Linked DNA regions of Mus musculus: all the other regions are linked to region 6. Evidence: chromatin contacts called from public Hi-C, HiChIP or PLAC-seq and promoter capture Hi-C data. All regions are on one chromosome and are shown on one strand. Each heading gives the region's core, a stretch centred on a gene start, on an enhancer-like site or on the middle of the called end of the contact. The rest is flanking DNA. Distances are from core to core; before and after follow the strand shown.

Evidence for each region. Promoter capture Hi-C pulls out the DNA fragments that hold promoters and counts their contacts. Hi-C and Micro-C count contacts between places; a contact is called where the count stands out from the background. HiChIP or PLAC-seq counts read pairs in DNA pulled down with a chosen protein or histone mark.
Region 1: a contact with region 6 is called in an H3K4me3 HiChIP or PLAC-seq map of embryonic forebrain, with 8 times the contacts expected there. The contact joins the enhancer-like site here to the promoter of Trappc5 in region 6. A contact is called at or near these places in 3 of 39 promoter capture datasets (hippocampal neurons, pre-B cells and stem cell-derived epiblast-like cells) and 2 of 115 datasets of contacts at active chromatin or transcription factors (astrocytes and embryonic forebrain).
Region 2: a contact with region 6 is called in a Hi-C map of Sertoli cells, with 5 times the contacts expected there. The contact joins the enhancer-like site here to the promoter of Trappc5 in region 6. A contact is called at or near these places in 5 of 39 promoter capture datasets (embryonic stem cells, hippocampal neurons, liver and 2 more), 2 of 484 Hi-C or Micro-C datasets (Sertoli cells and cumulus cells), 4 of 115 datasets of contacts at active chromatin or transcription factors (embryonic forebrain, embryonic stem cells and stem cell-derived neural progenitor cells) and 3 of 9 other capture datasets (embryonic stem cells, liver and pancreatic islet).
Region 3: a contact with region 6 is called in a promoter capture Hi-C map of embryonic stem cells, with 4 times the contacts expected there. The contact joins the enhancer-like site here to the promoter of Trappc5 in region 6. A contact is called at or near these places in 10 of 39 promoter capture datasets (the C10 cell line, the HPC-7 cell line, embryonic stem cells and 2 more), 1 of 484 Hi-C or Micro-C datasets (embryonic stem cells), 7 of 115 datasets of contacts at active chromatin or transcription factors (the SCID.adh cell line, embryonic stem cells and large pre-B cells) and 1 of 9 other capture datasets (embryonic stem cells).
Region 4: a contact with region 6 is called in an H3K4me3 HiChIP or PLAC-seq map of embryonic stem cells, with 4 times the contacts expected there. The contact joins the promoter of Ccl25 here to the promoter of Trappc5 in region 6. A contact is called at or near these places in 4 of 39 promoter capture datasets (embryonic stem cells and stem cell-derived epiblast-like cells), 1 of 484 Hi-C or Micro-C datasets (embryonic stem cells), 7 of 115 datasets of contacts at active chromatin or transcription factors (embryonic stem cells, large pre-B cells, pro-B cells and 1 more) and 1 of 9 other capture datasets (embryonic stem cells).
Region 5: a contact with region 6 is called in a Hi-C map of rod photoreceptor, with 2.3 times the contacts expected there. The contact joins the promoter of Zfp958 here to the promoter of Trappc5 in region 6. A contact is called at or near these places in 7 of 39 promoter capture datasets (the 3T3-L1 cell line, the HPC-7 cell line, embryonic stem cells and 4 more), 6 of 484 Hi-C or Micro-C datasets (B cells, CD4 T cells, cerebral cortex and 2 more), 9 of 115 datasets of contacts at active chromatin or transcription factors (the SCID.adh cell line, astrocytes, embryonic stem cells and 3 more) and 3 of 9 other capture datasets (adipose tissue, embryonic stem cells and liver).
Region 7: a contact with region 6 is called in an H3K4me3 HiChIP or PLAC-seq map of stem cell-derived neural progenitor cells, with 2.7 times the contacts expected there. The contact joins the promoter of Cers4 here to the promoter of Trappc5 in region 6. A contact is called at or near these places in 3 of 39 promoter capture datasets (HPC-7-derived erythroid cells, hippocampal neurons and pre-B cells), 3 of 115 datasets of contacts at active chromatin or transcription factors (embryonic stem cells, large pre-B cells and stem cell-derived neural progenitor cells) and 1 of 9 other capture datasets (embryonic stem cells).

What each region holds. Positions count from the first base shown.
Region 1 is chr8:4,587,353-4,590,052 of GRCm38.p6, forward strand. No RefSeq gene overlaps it. Among named protein-coding and RNA genes, the nearest start is that of Zfp958, 24 kb to the right of the region's middle. Within about 2 kb of position 1,324, at least 21 of the 459 cell types and tissues checked have an H3K27ac peak or open chromatin away from gene starts, as enhancers often do. A contact at or near this core is called in embryonic forebrain, where this site is marked.
Region 2 is chr8:4,511,041-4,513,740 of GRCm38.p6, forward strand. All of the region lies in intron 1 of Cers4 (ceramide synthase 4), which reads left to right. Among named protein-coding and RNA genes, the nearest start is that of Cers4, 19 kb to the left of the region's middle. Within about 2 kb of position 1,386, at least 83 of the 459 cell types and tissues checked have an H3K27ac peak or open chromatin away from gene starts, as enhancers often do. A contact at or near this core is called in Sertoli cells, embryonic forebrain, embryonic stem cells and 1 more, where this site is marked.
Region 3 is chr8:4,368,743-4,371,442 of GRCm38.p6, forward strand. It overlaps the pseudogene Gm7434. Among named protein-coding and RNA genes, the nearest start is that of Ccl25, 21 kb to the left of the region's middle. Within about 2 kb of position 1,294, at least 47 of the 459 cell types and tissues checked have an H3K27ac peak or open chromatin away from gene starts, as enhancers often do.
Region 4 is chr8:4,348,170-4,350,869 of GRCm38.p6, forward strand. It overlaps Ccl25 (chemokine (C-C motif) ligand 25), which reads left to right and starts at 1,419. Exons shown (of 6, transcript NM_009138.3): 1 at 1,419-1,486; 2 at 1,603-1,725. The coding sequence starts at 1,653.
Region 5 is chr8:4,611,860-4,614,559 of GRCm38.p6, forward strand. Zfp958 (zinc finger protein 958) reads left to right here and starts at 1,311. Exons shown (of 4, transcript NM_145591.5): 1 at 1,311-1,419. The coding sequence starts at 1,417.
Region 6 is chr8:3,675,178-3,677,877 of GRCm38.p6, forward strand. Trappc5 (trafficking protein particle complex 5) reads left to right here and starts at 1,300. Exons shown (of 2, transcript NM_025701.4): 1 at 1,300-1,426. It overlaps Gm45231 (a long non-coding RNA gene), which reads right to left and starts at 1,222. Exons shown (of 2, transcript XR_870093.2): 1 at 1,050-1,222.
Region 7 is chr8:4,492,001-4,494,700 of GRCm38.p6, forward strand. It overlaps Cers4 (ceramide synthase 4), which reads left to right and starts at 1,405. Exons shown (of 11, transcript NM_026058.4): 1 at 1,405-1,590.

The sequences.
Region 1 (2,700 bases), core at 74-2,573, 910 kb after region 6:
TTTCAACAGATGTGCTGGCAAGTAAGTGCAAGAAGGCGAAAAACAAAAACAAAAACAAAAACTTCCTTTATTCAATGTCCATATGGTCTCTAGCAGAAGATGTGGCCCAAATTAGTGTGTATCACCATGCCTGAATCTGGGACTTGCTTTGTCCCAGGGTGATCTTGAACTCAAAGATCTCCTTGCCTCAGTTTCCTGGGATTAAACATATGTAGTACCTTGCTTGGCCCTAAGCTTTTCATGGCTGTCATGCCTCAAGATGTTCATGCCAAGATCCAGATCAGAAACTTATGTCTTCCGGCCTCAAGATCTGGATTGTAGTTCATTCCAGGTATAGACAAGTTGACAACCAGGAATAGCCACTACATATGTTTAAAGTCAAATCTTGTTGCACATTGTATAGATTTTAAACTATACCCAATGAGCAACTTATTAATCTTTAGGTAAAGAGTTTATCTAATCTCAATAATCTCTCTTTCTTTTTGTGTTCTATTTTGAGGGCAGAGTGCAAAGAAATCAGGTACACAAGATTTGTAAGAGTGGGGAAGTACAGCATAGAGAAAAGAGACTTGGAGAGCACAGAACAGAGCAAGTTTAGGTATAAGATATTTGGAAGTCATTTGTCTGTGGTAGTGAGAATTTGGAAATCAGGTGTACTAATTTGTAGCTTTTAAATGAGGCCAAGCTGTTGTAATAAAATCTGAGTCCATGAAGGAAGAGAGAATGCTTACCTTGGTTTGGGCTGGACTCAGAAAGCGAATAGTGCAGTCCAATTAGACAGGCAGTGAGAACCAGAGACGTGTGGAAGACACAGTGGGCTAAAGAGTCGGACTCTAGAGCTTGGAAGCCAATTCACAGATAAGTGATCCATCCATACCTCTGCAGCTGCAACAGGAACACGGGGAGAGGTAAGCAAGGCTCTGTCAAGGCAGGGGACTCGCTCAGGTTTGTGGTCTGAGGCCTTGGAGGCAAGGGTCTGCCATTGTGATCATCCTTGCTAGTAAGACCTGAACTGTAGCCACAGAGGGAGGGATGAGAGTGAAGTTCCCCCAAACCCAGACTTAAAGAGTTCAGGCCACTTGCCAGAAAAGAGGCAGAAAATTTCAGGATCACACAGGATGCTAAATTCTACAGTGCCCTCTAGTGGTCATTTGGACTAGTTACTGTGGCCAGGCCGCAGAACAAAGGAAAAATCCAGCGTTTGGGGCACCAGGTCTGAGAAATTTTCAGTTTGGATAAATTTTTGCAGCAGGCACCCCTGGGGCATCTGGAGATCGATTTTAGGTCTCTCTGTGTTCATTTTCCCCGCCTGTGCCTGGGGTCGCCCAGTGGGAATTGTGGTAGTCTGGCAAAGGATGTCTCTTAAGATCCACCCCCACCCAACAGAGACTCTGTTCTGGAATGGGCCTTTTGGATCCTGGACCCAAAAGAAGAACTAGTACTTAGGTGGCAGCTGGGAAAGATTACTCAACCCAATTTCAAAGTCGATTGTGTCAGGTAGAGAGGAGGATGAGAGGAGCAGTCCCTATGTGGCCAAGAACTGCTTGGCCCACTGTGTTGAAGGCCTAACATCCCTTGTAAGGCTGGACCCCAGTCACTCACTGCACAGACCCTTTCCCAGGGAGCAGGTCTGGATTACTGCAGAACTCTCAAGTGGATCAAGCAAGAACACTGCAATTAGTTAGGGTTCTCTAGAGTCACAGAAATTATGGAATGTCTCTATGTATTAAGGGAATTTATTGTATTGACTTGATTTGGTTCAACTAACCCAAAAAATGGGCAGGTGTGAACAGGAAGTCCAAAAATCTAGCGGTTGCTCAGTCCCACGAAGGTAGTTGTTTTATCTGGTCCAACAGATGTGCAAGCAATAGAAAAGTCTTTCTCCTTCCAATGCCTTTATATAGACCTCCAGCAGAAAGTGTGGCCTAGTTTAAAACTGTGTACAATCATGCCTGGATCTGGAACTTGCTTTGTCTCAGGCTGGCCTTGAACTCAGACATCTTCTTGCCTCAATCTCCTGGGATTAAAGGCAGATACTAACTTGCCTAGGTCTAAGCTTTTCATGGTCACTCTGCCTCAAGATCTCCATGTCAAGATCTGGGAAAAAAAAAAAAAAAAAAGTCCAGTGAAAGGCCCAAAGTGGGATCCAGCTCAAACAGGAGGTCCCAAGGCCTGACACTATTACTGAGGCTATGGAGCATTCACAAAAAGGTACCTACCATGTCTGCCTTCCGAAAGACCCAACAAGCAGCTGAAGAGTCAGATACAGTTATTTGCACCCAACCAATGGACAGACGCAGCTGATCCCTGTTGCTGAATTAGGGGAGGCTGAAAGATGCTGAGAAGGGCTATCCTGAAGGAGGACCAGCAGTCTCAATTAATCTGGATTCCTAAGATCTCTCAAACATTGGACCACCAAACAGGCAGCATACACCAGCTGGTATGAGGCCCCCAACACACACATACAGTACAGAACTTCTGGGTCTGTGTTCATTCAGAGATGCTGCACCTAACCCTCAAGAAACTGGAGATCCCAGGGAGTTTAAAGGTCAGGTGGAGTGGGGTGTGGGTACAACGATGTGGAGACAGGTAGGTGGGAGGAGGTATGGGATGTGGAACAGTCGCTAGAGGGTAGATTCGGGGGATAGGGTGGGGGTAGGGAATAAAATACGGAGTGTAAAAAAATTACTACTACTACTA
Region 2 (2,700 bases), core at 136-2,635, 840 kb after region 6:
CTCCTCCACCTAGAGGAAGGTTGGGGACAAGCGCTCCCACTTACCGAGGTCCTGGGTAAAGTACTCAACAAGCTGCCTCATTGAGAATTGAATTGGGAGGGGGTGATCAGGGTTCAAGTGTGGAGGGCAGAAACATGGCAACCTCTGAGGGGGTGGGGCAAGGCAGAGTCTTAGACTTAGGGCCTTCCTTGAGATCTTTGTGAGATGTATTCTGGACCTTCAGTCTGTCTGGTCATCAGCACTTGCTGGTTGCCCTGGGGGGAGCCAGGGTCACTTGGAAAGGACAGCTAGGAGTCCAGTGCAGGACTGGCTTTAGCAATCTGAAAACACTCCCCTCATCTTGTAGAGCCCCTGATGTGTTTAGTTCTAGGCCTCTACCTGCAGGAATCAGGTGAGCCCAGGCAGGAATGGGCCTCCCCAGGAAATGTGTCAGGGAGGTCTTGATTGATTTACTTTCCCATAATCTTGTTTTCAGAAAGACAGAAAACAAAACAAAGCAGTTCCTGCTCCCTGCAAAGTTCTGGTGGTTGATGAGGGGTACTGGTGTGATAGGATTTGTGGTGACAGCCTGTGCTCCAACAAGCCAGAATTGGCAACTTATTCCCCATATGTCAATTAGAACAGCCAAATTAACAGTGAAAAGCAGATTTACTCAGTGTGGCTACATTGTGAAGTGGGACAAAGAAATTTAGAGACTCTCCCAAAACTGTGTTTGGGGTCCTAAAGGGAGGTGAAGAGTTAAGTAGAGGCCAGAATTATGGATGTCTAAGCCATCTCAGTCAAGGTGTGGTCCCGTCCAGTGCTGTCTGGGTTTCCTGTCTTCAGCGAGGTGGTCTGACAAGTTGTTGGCAAAGTGTAAACCTCATTCCTGGAGAAAGTTCTCCTCTGTTGGCCCAGGCTTTAGACTTTCTTCTCTCCCAGCTGGAGATTCCTGGGGGTTGGGGCTGGGGTTGAGGGTGGGGGGAAATTCCAGTTTCTTGGGGCTCATTGTTTCAATACTCTGATAGCCAAAGTGAGGGGCCCAAAGTGTTTGTTTAGAGTGAGTTTATCCCTGTTAGGCTGGTTACAACAGGACTTTCCGAACAGCTAGGATCAAACTTAAACACACAGCAGTCCCCAACCCCCACCGTAGGCAGGGCAGGGTAGGATATTTAGCTCTTTCTCCACTCCCCTCGCCTTTCTTTTCTCCCTTCCTCCCTGCCTCTCTCTTCCCTTCAGCTTAGCTGGTCCCTATGCTGGGCCCCTTAGCACAAAGCCCTGGTCTCTCTCCTCGAGGGATATTTTTAGTCAGTAAGAGGGATTATCAGCTGAGTTCCAGGTGGAGGGGCCTGGCTGGGAGAGGAGCCAGCCGGGCTTCAAAGAGCTGGCAAGCTGAGGGAGAAGGGAGAAACACAGGGGTAGGAGGGCCTTGAGGATAATAAAGGTCGAGACCGGACATGTTGGCGCAGCAACCTACACTGACTCTTTGCTTGACCTCGCTCACATTCATTGCCCTGTAGGCTGCTCTGGCCTAACCCAACTTGAGCACAAGGCATAGAATTTAAGGGAAGGACAATAGAGGTCAGGAGGGTTTCCAGGCTGAGAACTGCCTAGGAATCACCTAGAAAACTGGTGGTGATGCACATTTTCCATCCCAGAACTGGGGAGGCAGAGGCAGGAGGATTTTGAATGCCAGGATATTCTGGGAGACCCTGACTTTGAAAACCAGGTGCTGGGGGATGTGGTGGGGGTGGCTCACTGGTGAGTGCTTGGCTAGCATCTGACGGGCCATGGGACCTATCCCGGCACTGCAGACGCAATATATTTCTAGCATCTTCCAGTAAGGAGCTGGAATTGTATGGCGCATCCTTACCTAGAACCCACCAGGAGGGCTGGACCTCCCTAGGCTCCTCTTAATAAGAGGCTGGGAGGGGGGATGGTTCAGCAGTAGAGCACAGGCTTAGAATCTACCATTGTGGATCTGGGAGTGTGACTCAGTGGAAAAGACCCTTTCTAGAATCCCCCAGTGAGGGGCAAGGGTCATGTCTTCGTGGTAGAGTGCCATCATAGGACTGGGGTTGTGGCTCAAAAGTAGATTGTCTGTCTAGAATCTACCAGTGTGGGGCTGGGTGTATGTGTTATTGGAGAGCATTTGCCTAGCCTGGTTCTGGGTTCCACTCTCAGAACTGGGAGTGTGGGGACCTGAGGAGTGGAGCATGAAGAAGAAAAGCACCCACTGCCTCGTGGCACCTTTGCTCTGCAAGCAAGAAGACACTCACAGAAATGCTTCTGATTCCAGTGCTGGGGATTAGAGACAGGGGGATCCTGGGTACTCACTGGGCATTCCAGCCAGCTTGTAAACTATAGGTACAGTGAGAGAACCTGGCTCAAAAAAATAAAGTGGGAAACAATTTAGGAAGATACCTAGGGTCTACCTCTGGGCTCCACATGTACATGCAGAGCTCGTGGACTTGCCCATGTACGCATAAACCACTCACCACACAAAGCATCATCCAGAAGCTGCCACATACCAGTGACCCCTCAGTCTTTCTCGGACCACTTCCCTCCCCCAAATCATTACTGGCACTGTTCTCACACGGCTGTAGGCGTCATTTCCAGCCACTTATTAGGAATGAACTATTGTGGATCCCAGTTACAGATGGGAAAACTGAGTCACAGAGAGAGCAAGGCATCTGCTCCCAAGGTTACATAACTGGTAAA
Region 3 (2,700 bases), core at 44-2,543, 690 kb after region 6:
GTGATTAATTCAGAAGAAATCTTGATAGTTGCTTCTGACAATAACATAGCCGGTATGGCCTTACAGACTTTCAAGAGCGGGCCAAAATTCCAAGATATGCTTGACCTGGCCCAGGTGTGAGATGTACAGGGTCAAGGGTTCTTCTGTGTCAAGGGTGACTGGGTTCACCTAGGGGGATGGAACTGTTAGGTGAGTTGTTGGAGACTGTGTAAATAAGGATGGAAGAGGGTAGGGGACTAAATTTTCATGTATGCTTGATTCTTGGCTTTGTCTAGTCATCTATTCACAAGGCCAAGGTCAGCTAAGGATGAGGACATAGCAGCAAAGGCTAACCCTCGTTCTTTGATAAAAAACAAACAAGCAAACAAACATGAGAGACTGAGAAGATGCCTCAATTAATAAAATGCTTGATGTGCATGCCTGAAGATCCGAGTTCAGATCCCTAGTTCCCATGTAAAAGGCTGAATGTAGTGATACATGCCTATTTTCACTGGAGGGGGAGACAGGAGGGTTCAAAGGGCTTGCTGGCTGGTGGTATAGTCAAATGGTAAGCTCCAGGTTTATTGAGCAACCTTCTCTCAAAAAATGGAGTAGAACAGGGTCCACCAGATGGCTCAGCAGGTAGACCCTTTGCTACACATACCTGAAGTCCTAAGTTTGATTCCCTGGAACCACGTGGTGGAAGGAGAGAGAATTAATCCCTACAAGCTGCTCACTGACTTCCACATCCACGTTGTGTTTATGTCTGCGTACATAGATACAATCACCACCACTACCACCAAATAAAAGTAGTAAAGAAAAGAGAGGAAGAAAATAAGACAATGATGTTCACTTCTTGTTTTCAGATGTGGTATATATCCATGAAAACATACACACACACACACACACACACACACACACAGGACACTCAGATATACCAAAAATAACACACACACACACACACACAGGACACTCAGATATACCAAAAATAACACACACAAACACACACACACACACACACACACACACACACACACACACACACACACAGAGCAGTTAAGGGATCAGATGCTTGCCTTGAAGGCCCAGCAAGCAAGTCAGGCAGATAATAATCAGGCTCTAGAGCCCTAACGTGATTCAGAGGCAGCCCAGCTGATTGGTCTTATAAGCAAGGGTCTTTTTTTTTTTTTTTAATTCCCAAAAAAGTATGTTTCCAAAACTTGCCAGAATCTGTGGAGTTACAGAGAAGGTATCCAGCTAGGACAGAAAGAGAGCAAGGAGTGGCTTCAGAAGTGGCTTCCGCTGGCTTCCAATGTACTTCCTGTATCTGGCTGTCTTTGAGAGGACTCTGTGTGTAGATGACAAACCTTTCTTTATTTGAACTCTTCTGAAGTGCCTTCATGGTTCTGGCAGCTGGGCAATGGACCTCCACAGCAGGCCACCCCAGGCTGGATGATGTATCTAATTCTACAAAGGGTTATCTGTGCTTACTTTCCCCCCCACTGTGGGCCCTGCTGTGCCTGTGTCCTTTCATTTATATGCTTGTGGACTGATCTGGTGTTACATTTCAGAGAAAGCTATTTCAGTCTCTGCCCTTGCTTTAGGGAAGTCTCTTTGCTGAGGAGCGTGGCTCAGATGTATGCTCTTACTGACACCTCTTGGAAGCAGTGGGCATTACAGGCAAAACCACTGCAATACCCCCCACTCCACAGCATGCTGTGTCTGTCCACTTCAGGATCCTTGGCAACCATTCCGCCCTCACTGAAAACTAAAGGCCAGCAGCACAGCAACAAATAGCAGTAAATGTGGAAGTTGGTGTGCACATACACATGTGCCCACTGGGATGCATGAATCTATATGAGTATGGTAACCATGTGAGTATAGCTAGCTCTTCATGTGCACAAACATAGTCAACCCTCTCTATCCACAGATTCTGCATCCTCATATTCAATTGTCTATCAAAGGAACTCAGACGTTAACTCTGAATAGGCAAATAGCCCTGATGGAAGATTAGGAGTGGGAAGGTGGTTGTTGACATATGGACTCCATTTTGATACAACACAGAGAGGGGACTTAGTTATTCACCGAAAGGGAACAAGAAGGGATTAGGTTGACTATGGTGGTGCAGATTGTAAGGAAAAACTAGTACTGGAAGAACTGGATAGCAAAGATGAAATAACACAGAGGCTAGGAGATAGCTCAGTTGGTAAAGTGTCAATCAAATGTAAGAATTAGAGTTTGACACCCAGCACTCAGTAGAAAAATGCCAGGTGTGGTGGCACAAATGTATAATCCAAGTTCTGGGAAATGGAGATCCCAGGATCCCTGGAGGTCACTGGCAAACCAGTCTAGCTTAATTGGCAAATCCTAGGTGTCTCAACCAGAAATACTGCATGAACACATAACAAACAACACAACCAACCACCAGCCCAAGGTGGATGACTCCTGAGGATGGATACTTGAAGTTAACCTCTGGCCTCCACGTATATGTGCACCTGTATGTGAGTGCAGGTAAGATGGGAGGCCATACAGAGGGTGGCTCTGTGACCTAAGCACTTAAAATCTCTAACTCCCATGGGGAAGGGGAAGGACAATCCTGGCCCTGTGGTGGTTCCATTCGGGCCCTGCCCTCCACTTCACCTTTAGAGAATAAGCCATCTCCAACAAATCCTGGTTGGCAGGTGCAGTGGTAAGAGCTCAGGGCATGGAGGCAGTCAGCCT
Region 4 (2,700 bases), core at 169-2,668, 670 kb after region 6:
TGCAGCCGGCCAGCACCCTCCACTGCCCCGCGGAGTGGGGTAGGGGGTGGGAGAGGGCAAAAGACCCCGACTAAGTAGAATTAAATACAACAGGAGGTTCGGAGTGTGAGGAATACCCAGAGAAAGGACGTGTCGCTAGCTGCGGATGCGAGTGATGAAAAGTTAAAAGCGGTTAGTTGTGAGTTCTTGTGGCAGGCCTCCCCGTTCCTCCTCCCCGCCCCGTCCAGCCCCGCCCCATCTTCCTAAACACTTTGCCCCTATCCCCCAGAGGGTCAAGTTAACCAAAGGAAAGAAGAAATGCTTTCAAAATGAATCTTGTTTTGCTTCCTGCAGACAACAGACGCTGTCACCTGGATCCTGGCTTCACATTCCAAACCAGAACATTACTTTCTTTCCAGTGTTGTGGTTACAAACAGTTTTGTTAGAATGGCTTTCATTCCGTATCACTCACTGCCCCACTGAAAGTGTACCTTTCCAGACCGGGAGCTGGCTGAAGGAGTTTGCTGCAAAACTTGATGACCTTACTTTGATTCCAAGCTCCACTGACTCTGCAAAGTTGCCCCCAGATCACCATGGTTCTCATGTCCCCAGCCTCCCAAATAAATACAATTTTAAAAGTGGGCCAGCAACTGGAATTTTATTCAGCAACTAAAAAATAACATTATGGTCCAGCACTTGGGAGGCAGAGGCAGAGGCAGTCGGATCTCTGTGAGTTCAAGACAAACCTGGTCTACAAAGTGAGTCCAGGACAGCCAGGGCTCTGTTACGCAAAGAAAGTCTGTCTCAAAAAAAACAAACAACAAAAACAAACAAACAAACAAACAGGAAAAGAAAAAGAAAGAAATTATGAAATTTCAGGAAAACGTGTTAAGGCCAGGACAGAGCAAGAGAGCAAGAAAAGGCAAGATGGCTCCGTGGCTCAGTGAGTAAAGGCACCTGCCACCAAATCAGATGACCTTTGTTTCATCCCCAAGACCCACAAGGTGGAAGGAAAGAATAGATTGTTGTCCTCTGACCCCACAGATACGCCATGATTTATGTGTGCCCTGTTCTCATGTACAAAATAATAATAAAAATTAGAAATAATAAAACTTTTAAACGCAGCTAACTATAAAAAGATCCGTGAGGAGATGGAATAAAAAGCTTGTAAGGGAGAGGGCTGCGGACAGTATTGGACCTCACATAATAAGGTATTGGGAGGGGATACTGATTGAGAGGCCTGGCTGCATAAAGTGCCTCAAGGTTCATGGGGCAGGTAACCTGCAGAGACAGATGTAAAATAGGACTTGGTCTATCTGAAGGAGAGAGAAGTCCCAAGTCTCACAGAGCTGGTAGAGAGGAGGAGCAGGAGGAGGGAGGGAGAGAAGAGAGGGGGCAGGTCACTGCAGGGTGGGGCTCTGACTATAAAGAATGAAGCCAGTTCACTGATCCCATAGGCAATACACGCTACAAGCAGGCACCAGCTCTCAGGACCAGAAAGGCATTGGTGAGTCTTTTTCTGACTACAGCAGAGGCTAGAGCAAGTCCTTTGCCATCTGCCTCTCTTTCAGAGAGTTCCAGGGGTGGCTTGAGATACTGATGTCTTTCCTTCCACTTTTATAGGTGGCCCCCTTAAACCTTCAGGTATCTGGAGAGGAGATCTAACCTTCACTATGAAACTGTGGCTTTTTGCCTGCCTGGTTGCCTGTTTTGTTGGGGCCTGGATGCCGGTTGTCCATGCCCAAGGTATTGTCCTTAGCTATACCTACCTTGCCCCGGTTTGGGCATATTGCTTTCTCTTCTCACTTGTCCTTCTCCACTTGTTGAAGTCTCCCTGTATTCTGTATCCTTTGAACTCTTCAGTGTCTCTTGGGAGGTTGGGCATAACAAGAATTCCTGGTACTACTGGAGGTAGATGGGTAGAGATGAAGTGTCCCCAGCTACTTACTCCCAGATCCCTCACTTTCATTCTGAAGTGCTTCCTTTGCAAGACTCAAGAGGTTTAGGGGCTGCAGGAACCTGAGGGTGGATTCCAATTGAGGAGAAATTCACTTAGCCAGAAATGCATTTTGATGCCCTTCTTCTGCCTAGTTAGGGGATGTGAAGTTAAGCTCAGAACCCTGAAGACTCTCCAGACTGCATTCCCTGCCTTTCCTCCCTGTGTAATCTAGGCAAGGGGCTAAGATTATTCTGTGTGGGACTCAGTGTCCCCATCTGCTAAGCAGGAATGAAAATTTAAGGATCCAATGAACTGCAAAATACTCTCAGCTGCAACAGGATTCCCAGCCCTGTGGTCAGGGAACCATCTTTGTCTTCTTTCTTGGCCTCCTGGAAAGCAGGTACTGGAGGATTCAGTTACCCAAGGCCAGTTCTCAGGGGCATGAAGCATCCCCCAAGAGTCCTGTCACTGGGTGCTTCATCTCAGAAAAAACTGTGAAGTCCCAGCAGGTGTCAAGGCAAAATCCCAGGCCAGGTTGAGGACCAGGATCCCTGCTTTTGCCTTGCCTGCTCTTCTACAGACAGGTCGTGCACCTTCAAGCTTCCACCGTACCCATAGAAAGCCAAGCTTGGCTTTTTTTTTTTTCCCATTCTGCTATCTGGGCCACTCCCAACCTCTGCCCTTTGATCCTGGGAGAAAAATGGCCCCCAGTGTTGGAAAACACCTGTCAGGGATCCCTGAAGTCCCATTTCTTATCTGACACCACTGCCCCTTGTCCTCAA
Region 5 (2,700 bases), core at 61-2,560, 940 kb after region 6:
AACTCTTCCTATCTCCTCCCAACTCCTCTCAACTCTCCTCCAAACTCCTCCCAATTCCTCAGCTAGCTGTTAAAAGCCCCCTACTGTCACTGCTCGGGGTCTTACATCATCGGAAGTAGGCTTTGGTAAATTGTTTAAGGAAGCCTTTAAATAAAAAGAATTAAAATAGTTTAAATTTATGCTTTGAAGATTTACAAAAAATCAGGTACTAAATGTTAAACAATAACTGACCTTAAAAATGTATTAATTTCTTCTTGGAAATTTGCCACTAGCCTTAGATGATTTTTATTGTGCCAAATAACAATGATGTTACTGAAAGGAAATAAAACTGTAATTCATGTAATGTATGTTAAATAGCCCAAAGAGTTGTTTGTGAGCTTTGAAACCTGGGGCTGAGAACACAGCAGAACAGACCAGGACATGCCCGGGCAAGCCCATCGCCTCCCTAGCTCCCACCCCTCTGACCTAAGTTAAATGTTACAGGCTGCTGATGTTTAAATGGACCAATCATGTGAAACCGCGCCAATTCCTCCCCCAGCCCCACTCCTTTTCTATAAAAACCCCTAGCTTCCAAGCCTCGTGGTCGAATCCACTGTCTCCTGTTGTGTGAGATACGTTTCGACCCGGAGCTCCGCCATTAAAAAACCTCTTGTTGTTACATCAAGGTGTTGTGTTCTATTCGCGATTCTTGGGTGCACGCCGAATCGGGAGCTGAGTGGGGGTTTCCCCACTGAGTTCTTTCATTACCTGTTCTATCCGTGATTGCGTCAATGAACACACTTTTTGAGAAGTTGTAATTCTTGGATGATTCTGTATTTTATTGTGCCAAATGACTATGATGATATATGTTCTATCTGACTGCTTCACTGAACACATCTGCTCAGAGTTGTAATATTTGTTTCTTTATGCATAAAAACCCTTGCATGAGGACTGCAAAATATATTCAGATTCAAACTGCCTCTGTGTTTGTTTTGTCACCGCCAAATCCTTACCCACCTAGCCTTCGAGGATCCTCTTCCCAGGAACCCTCATACCCGACTGGGGTGGTCCGTGGCAGGGCCTCCCTAAGGGCTGGCTGTGGTAGCTATTGGAGGACAAGAAAAAGTGCTATTGAAATGCGAATCTCTGCATATCTGGGAAAGGTCGGTCCTCGGCGTGGAAGCCTGGCCCAGGAACCACTATGCTCTGTCTCTTTAACACACTCTAACCCAAAGGGATGTGTTCCTGTCACTCAAGACTCATTGGCCAATCAGGTTCTCCAGGAAGGCCTCTCAGTCAGAAGAGGCGGGTTCTTCCGGGTGCCATACTGCAAGTCCAGCTCCGCCGCTGAGAAGCTCGAACGGTTCCGTGTGACGTGCTCTGTGTACTGCTGTTTGGTGCGGCTAGGAGAGCTCAGGCAAGCTCTGCAGTCACGGCATGGTGAGAGCAGGGTCACTTCCCCACGGCAAGGGGAAGAGCAGCCGGAGTGAGAGTGGTGGGTCCTCCCCAGAGGCTGGGTGGGAAGGCACAAGGACTTTGGAAATGCGGATCTTTGTATATCTGGAAATGGTCTGGCCCTGGACACTTCAGCACGCTCCAACCCTAACGGAGGTACTCAAGATGTTCAAGACTTGTTGGTCAATCAGGGCCTGCAGGCACACCTGCCAGTCAGAAGAGGAGGAGGGTCTCCCCCCCCCCCCCAGCTCCCCCGGGGTGCCCTGCTGCAGGTTCCGTTCTGTAGCTGAGCAGGTTTGACTGATCTGGTGTGCTGTGCTCTGTGTGCTGCTGCTGGATGCTGTGAGGGGAAATCAGACAAGATCCAAAATCTTGATATTGTGAGCGCAAGGTCATAGTCTGCAAAGGGGAGAAGCAGGCGACTGAGCAGCTGGGAGCTGGAGTGGTAGGTCCTTCCTGGGGCTGAGTGGGAAGCGGCAGCCTGTTGCACCCCCTCTGGTCTCTAGTCACTCCCTGGACCTCGTGGTGGCCTCAGAATTACTTCACTTTGGAGGCTGGATCAGTGCATTTGAAGCAGGGTCTTCTGTGTAGAAACATCCTTGGCAGGAAGACAAACTTGGATAGCCCTAGTTTCTCTAGTGTCTTCTACAAGTTCTTAGCATTTAACATTTAGGTGTAAGATCCATTTGGAGTTAATCTTGTGGAGGTTGTACAAGGTATCTCAAGTGCTGTGTAGCAGCACTCCAATATCTAGCTGTAATGTAGAAGATGATGTGAAGTAGTTACCAGTGCTTAGAAAGAGTAAGTGATATCAAATAATTTTTTTTTCTTTGCTTTTTCGAGACAGGGTTTCTCTGTGTAGCTCTGGCTGTCCTGGAACTCACTTTGTAGACCAGGCTGGCCTCGAACTCAGAAATCTGCCTGCCTCTACCTCCTAAGTGCTGGTATTAAAGGCGTGAGCCACCACCGCCCGGCTATCAAGCTAAGACTTCCTACAGAGAAGTAGTATGCTAACCAGACCTGTTAGAGATTAAGATGCTAGGATACACATGTTTGTTGACTAGGATTGTCCTGAAATATGGTTCCAAACCATAACAAAGGACACTCCCCTGATTTACAACCAGCCACTAGGTCTAAAAACAGGCCTCTATCAAGCTGCTCTCAGGGGGCATTACAGGGTCATAACCAACTGGTTAAGAGCACTGACTGCTCTTCCAGAGGTCCTGAGTTCAAATCCCAGCAACCACATGGTGACTCACAACCATC
Region 6 (2,700 bases), core at 50-2,549:
AACCTGTGGAGAGAGGGGGAGGGGGATGAGGAGAGAGGGAGAAAGGGGTCAGGGAGGGAAGAGAGTCAGAGAGAGTAAGAATGTCTTCCTGTGGGGTCATGCTCTCCCCTTCAGCTTCTTCAATCCTTCCCCTAATTCAAACATAGGGGTCCCCGACTTCAGTCCAATGGTTGGGTGTAAGTATCTGCATCTGTCTCAGTCAATGCTATGAATTTTTAAATTAAGCATATGGGGCAGTGGCATGGTTCATCTGTAAAGCACTTGCCTAGCCATTGTGAGGCCCTGGGTTTCATCTGCAGCATTGTAAAAGACATAATTAAACCTGCACCTGACTTATGCAGGTTGGAGATATGAATAGACTCCAGGAGAAAATGACCTACATTCTTTCTGCCGCTTGTGTTTCCTCTTAAAAAGATCAGCTAAACACGGGAAGCTCTGGGCACATATATCACCTTAATTTTGTTGTCATCTTGGTCTACATAGCAAGACTGTTTCAAACAACCACCAACCAACCAATATACAGCACAAAAAATTAAGGGGCTGGGGAGGTGTCTTAATAGATAAAGTACAATTGTAAAGATCTGAGTTTGATCCTGAGTACCTACATTAAAAAAAAAAAATTGCTGGGTGTGTTGGTCACACCTGTAACCCCAGAACTGCCAGCCAGTGAGGTGTTTGTGGGGCAGACAGAAGGATTTTCTGAGATGCTTGACAGCTAGCAGAAATGGTTACCCCAGGTCCAGTAGTTAGACCCTGTCTTAAAATAAGTTCCAGAGCAATAGAGATAGACTCAGTGTCAACCTCTGGTCTCTGCACACAGGAGTGTTGGGCACATGAGACACACTGACACACAAAGGGAGGATAAGGATGGTCAGACGCCTCCGCAGGTAAAACTACTACTACTTCTAAAACACTGCAGCTACACCATCTGTGAAAGATGGAAAAACACCCCCAGATCAAGCGTTCTCCTTCACCCACTGGTAAAAAAAAAATCACGTGTCAGGGGAAATTGCGTGTAAATACATCACGTCTACAGTTCACGTACTTACATACTTAAGAAGATACGTGCCCGAGGGCATGCACGTGCTCCTGGGATAGAATACTTTGCATACTACACTCTTGCTCAAAAGCCAGCTTTTATAGCAAGATCTCATAGCCCAGTGCCCACCAGCGTTCTGCGCCGCGGGGCTTGGACACGGGCGCCCCCTTGCGGCCCCTCTCGGTCACCGCATTGCCCCGCCCTCCGTGCGCAAACGAGCTAGCCCGCGCACGCCTGCGCACTCACAGGCCTTTTACGACGCCATCAAGGAGTTCCGCTGACCCGCCCGCAGCACAGTTCCGGTTGAGACCTTTCCCCGCCCGAGAACCTTCTCCGGCGCGCTCGGGCCTCGTCTTTTTTTCTGTGCGTCCGGAGCAGCGTTCCCGGGTCAGTCTGCTTTGGGTTTCCCCTGGGGGTGATGCGGGTTCCGCGGTCCCGGCCGGGCGTCCTAGAGCAGCCCAGTCGAGCATTCTGCACGGTTCCTTTCCCCAGCTGGGGAGCCGGACGGTCCATCCTAATCTCCCAAGACCTGGCCCGTGGGACATGCTTTGTAGGGGAGGGTTGTCGGCTCCAATCCATTCTCCAGAAGCCATGAAGGCTTCACCTGGTGGTCTCCATTCACTGTTGTGACTCCCGGCTGCCGGCACGGGAGGCCCAGAGGCTCTCACCGCTTCCTCCTGCCTCCTCCACTAGTGTCCCCATCATCCGTGCAGTTTTCTAGAGACTTTGTGGGAGTATGAGTTCCGACGGGATCTCTTTTAGAGTTAAGGGTCACCGTGGAAACGGCTTCCTTCATGACAAATAGACACTTCCGCCGCTCCCCAACCTCATGTTACAGGGTTGGGAATTTTTTGCACCCCCTCCTGGCTTGGCCTTGGCTCACCGGTGTCCCTTACTGTCACATACTTTTCTAGCTTTCCTGGAGGGGTTGGGCAGGAAGGTCTCTAGGGTAGTCAGAGCTGGAGCACATGCCGGCTAGGGAAAACATAATTGACTGTCCTTTGTCCCCTCTCCATTCACCAATGTCCCGCCCCCGCTTTAAAGACAGAGTGTATTAGTGCTTTTCTCCTTCTTGTTGTGGTCATATATACCCGACAAAAGCAACCAGAAGAAGGAAAGGTCTGTTTATTCGGCTATTGACACATGGTTTCAGGAGCATGAGGCCGCTGGCATTGCATCCACAGTCGAATGCTGGCGCCAAGATCACTTCCTTCTTTTTACCTTAGGGTGGTGATGCCTGTATTCATACTGGGTCTTCCCTCTGGAAATCCAGAGACGTGTTTTCATGGTGATTCTAAATCTAGGTCGTGAAGACGAACCATTGCACAGGGTCTCACTGTGCTCTAGGCAGTCCTGGAACTCACCCGGGCTGGCCACTTTCTGCCATCTTACTGCCTCAGTCTCTGGAGTGCTGGGGCTGCAGGTGTGCTCCTCCAGTTTTGTGGCCTCTCTGTATTCCACCTTTTTGATTGATTGATTGACTAATTAAATTTTTTTGAGACAGTTTCTCTGTGTAACAGCTCTGGCTGTCCTCAGTCTCACAGAGATGCCTCTGCTTCCTGAGTGCTGGGATTAAAGGTGTGCATTCATCATGTGTGGCACCTTAAGTTTTAACCATTCCCCTGCCACATGCCAGCTTCTTAAAAATTACATTAAAATTT
Region 7 (2,700 bases), core at 155-2,654, 820 kb after region 6:
CAGCTGAGGTTTCTTGTAATCTGTTAATTTACTCGGCTTCAGAGAGCCAGAAGTAGCTTCTTCCAAGGACACCCAACTACTTCCAGACTGTGGAGCAGGCCTAGGCATGCAAGTAAAAAGCTGACACCCCACTCTTCTTCAGCCATCCAACTTTGGTTGTAACTTCCACTGAACATTTCTCCATGACCCTTGTACACTCAAATCCTCCACTTCTCTGTGGACCTCTGGCTTGTATTTCCATGTCACTATCAAGATAAGTGGCTCCCATGGTCTAAGTGCTTGGGAATACCCTGTGTGACTTTCCTCTTTCACATTGGCATCTGGTCTATATATCACCCTTGGCTTATCAAACTCAGGGACACCTGTATACTAGACAAGCAGTCTACCTTCTGAGCTAGGCTTGATGTCCTTATATTATATTCTCTTTTACAAAGATGACAAGTTATTAGAAGTCTCTTCTAACTGCTTGCCCTAGAATTGTCTTTCCTCTGGTTGTACTAGGCAAGGAGAGGCCAACATCCTCCTGCATTATCCTAGGTCAAACAGTGGAAACAGCTATCACCCACTCTGACTTGTATCTCAGCTTAATCTCTCAGATCTTGCCTGATCTTTGCACCTCACAAAACCATAGCCGACATATTAATGTAATCTCCCTTCTCCTTTTCAATCCTGTGGACAGCTTCTTGGTGGGCCCAGGCCCAGCAATCCTCTAGGTTGGTCTGACCGACTCCAAGTACTGATGCCCTGGGGTGCTGAGGCCTGCAGAACGATCCAAGCTTCCTTTGCAGAGCCTAGCAGTGCATCTGAGAAACAGAGTGCAGGCAGAAAGACAAGCCAGAGCATCACAAAGAAGAGACCTAGAACTGGAAAACAAGATCCAGAGAGAGTGCCTAGTAGACGCTGCTGGGTTAAAACGTCAGAGATATGCTCTGCAGAAACCTACAGCATGGCTGGAGAAAGGCCAGGTGCCCACAACAGCCTCCGGTCGGGGCGGGGCCTGATAAGGCTGGACTGGGCTGGGGACCAGGCCTTGCCAGTTAGAGGAAGAGGCTGAAAGCAGGGATTGGGGTGAGGAGTAGCAGACCAGAGGTTGAGTGGAGTTGGGGGCGGGTCCTGGTGGCGGCGGCGGGTAGGGGGCTGTGGGCGGGGCCTGGAAACTGAAGGAGCTGGTAATAGTCTAGGGCGAGGCTGGAGGGAGGGTCCCAAGGTGCAGGATTAGGGGCTCAGGGCGGGGTCTGGAGGAGACAAACGACTATAAGGTGGGGGTCTAGGGAGGGGCCTGGTGGCGTGGGGGCGAGGCCAGGCCGCCGGTTGGGCAGTTTAGGACTCAGGGTTTTGGACCAAGCGGTTCTTTGGCCCACTGGGCCCGACCGCACTGAAGCCACGCCCTTTTCCCCTGCTCAGACCACGCCCAAGGCCCCATCAAACTCCTCCCGGAGGCCCCCTCCGGTCCTATTTCCTCCCTCGCGGGTGGAGGCTCTGTAGCGAGGAGTTTCTCGGCCCAGAGCGGTCTGCGGCTTGTCTAAGGCATCTTCGGATTAGCTGATCTCCGCACCGCCTCGGCCTGCATCTTGCTTTCTGAACCTCCAGGTAAGCAATCACCCCTCTCTGGGGGCGCCGCCCTAGTAGATACCCTCGAAACATTCCTCTCCTCCAGGGCTAAGAGCAGTCCGGCTCGGAGCCAAAACAGTCATTTAGTTTCCCATCATTTCTCCGACAAGGTATTTCTCAGAGTTTCCCATCTGGTCGGGGATCAGGTTGCATTCTGATCTGAGAGCTGTGGTGCCCCCATGGAGCAGGTGCAGGTGGTGGACATGAATAGAAAACGCGCGGGAGAGAATGGGGGTTGTCGTGACGTGGGGAATCCGGACATGTGAACAGGCACTGCGCCACAGGAATGTCTGTCACTAGAGAATTTGTACGGAGCGCCTGCTGGGTGCTACCGACCCGACAGGCGAAGGCCGAAGGCCGCAGACACAGAGATTCGGGAACCACGTAGACCCAGCCTCTGGGAAACAAGGGAGTGTGTAGAGCACTATCCAAATCCTGGAGGAAGGAGGTTGAAGTGTTGTGAGGAAGCCTATGGTGTCTGAGGGAAAGGGGCAGCCTGTCATGAGGGCACCTGCTATGGAGAGCTTTCTGGGCCCAGGCCACAAAATCCTAGGGAAATGGCCAGGCTGGTGTATTTGCAGACCAGAAAAGAGGCTGGAGTGTATACAGGGAAGAAAGGAGGTAGGGAGTGGTTGACCAGGGCTTGGAAGACAATGAGGAGCCCACAGCTCCATCCTCCGGGCTGTGTGTACAAGGGATGTTTAAGGCAGCAAGCAACAGCCATCTGATTGTGTCTTGAGAGGAAGACCCTGCCCTATGCTGGGAAAGTTGAAAAGACACCAGGGCAACCTGGACGTCTGGCTGGACCCCTGATGGAAGGTGCGTGAAGTGATAAGAGGTAAGTTAGAAATTCTGTGTTTCCCCCCAAGAATTGTGTTTCATGCTTGTTTGGAAGTGAGATGTGAGGAAGGTCTGTGTGAAGCTTTCCGAGGTGGTCTTCTGAGAATTTGGAAGGGGCCTTATTTTATTTGGGGGAAGGGCTAGGTTGAATCTAGGGCCTCATGCTAGACAAGCACTTTGCCGCTGCAGCACTTTGGTTGCTTCCTTCCTTCCTTCGTGTGTGTGTGTGTGTGTGTGTGTGTGTGTGTG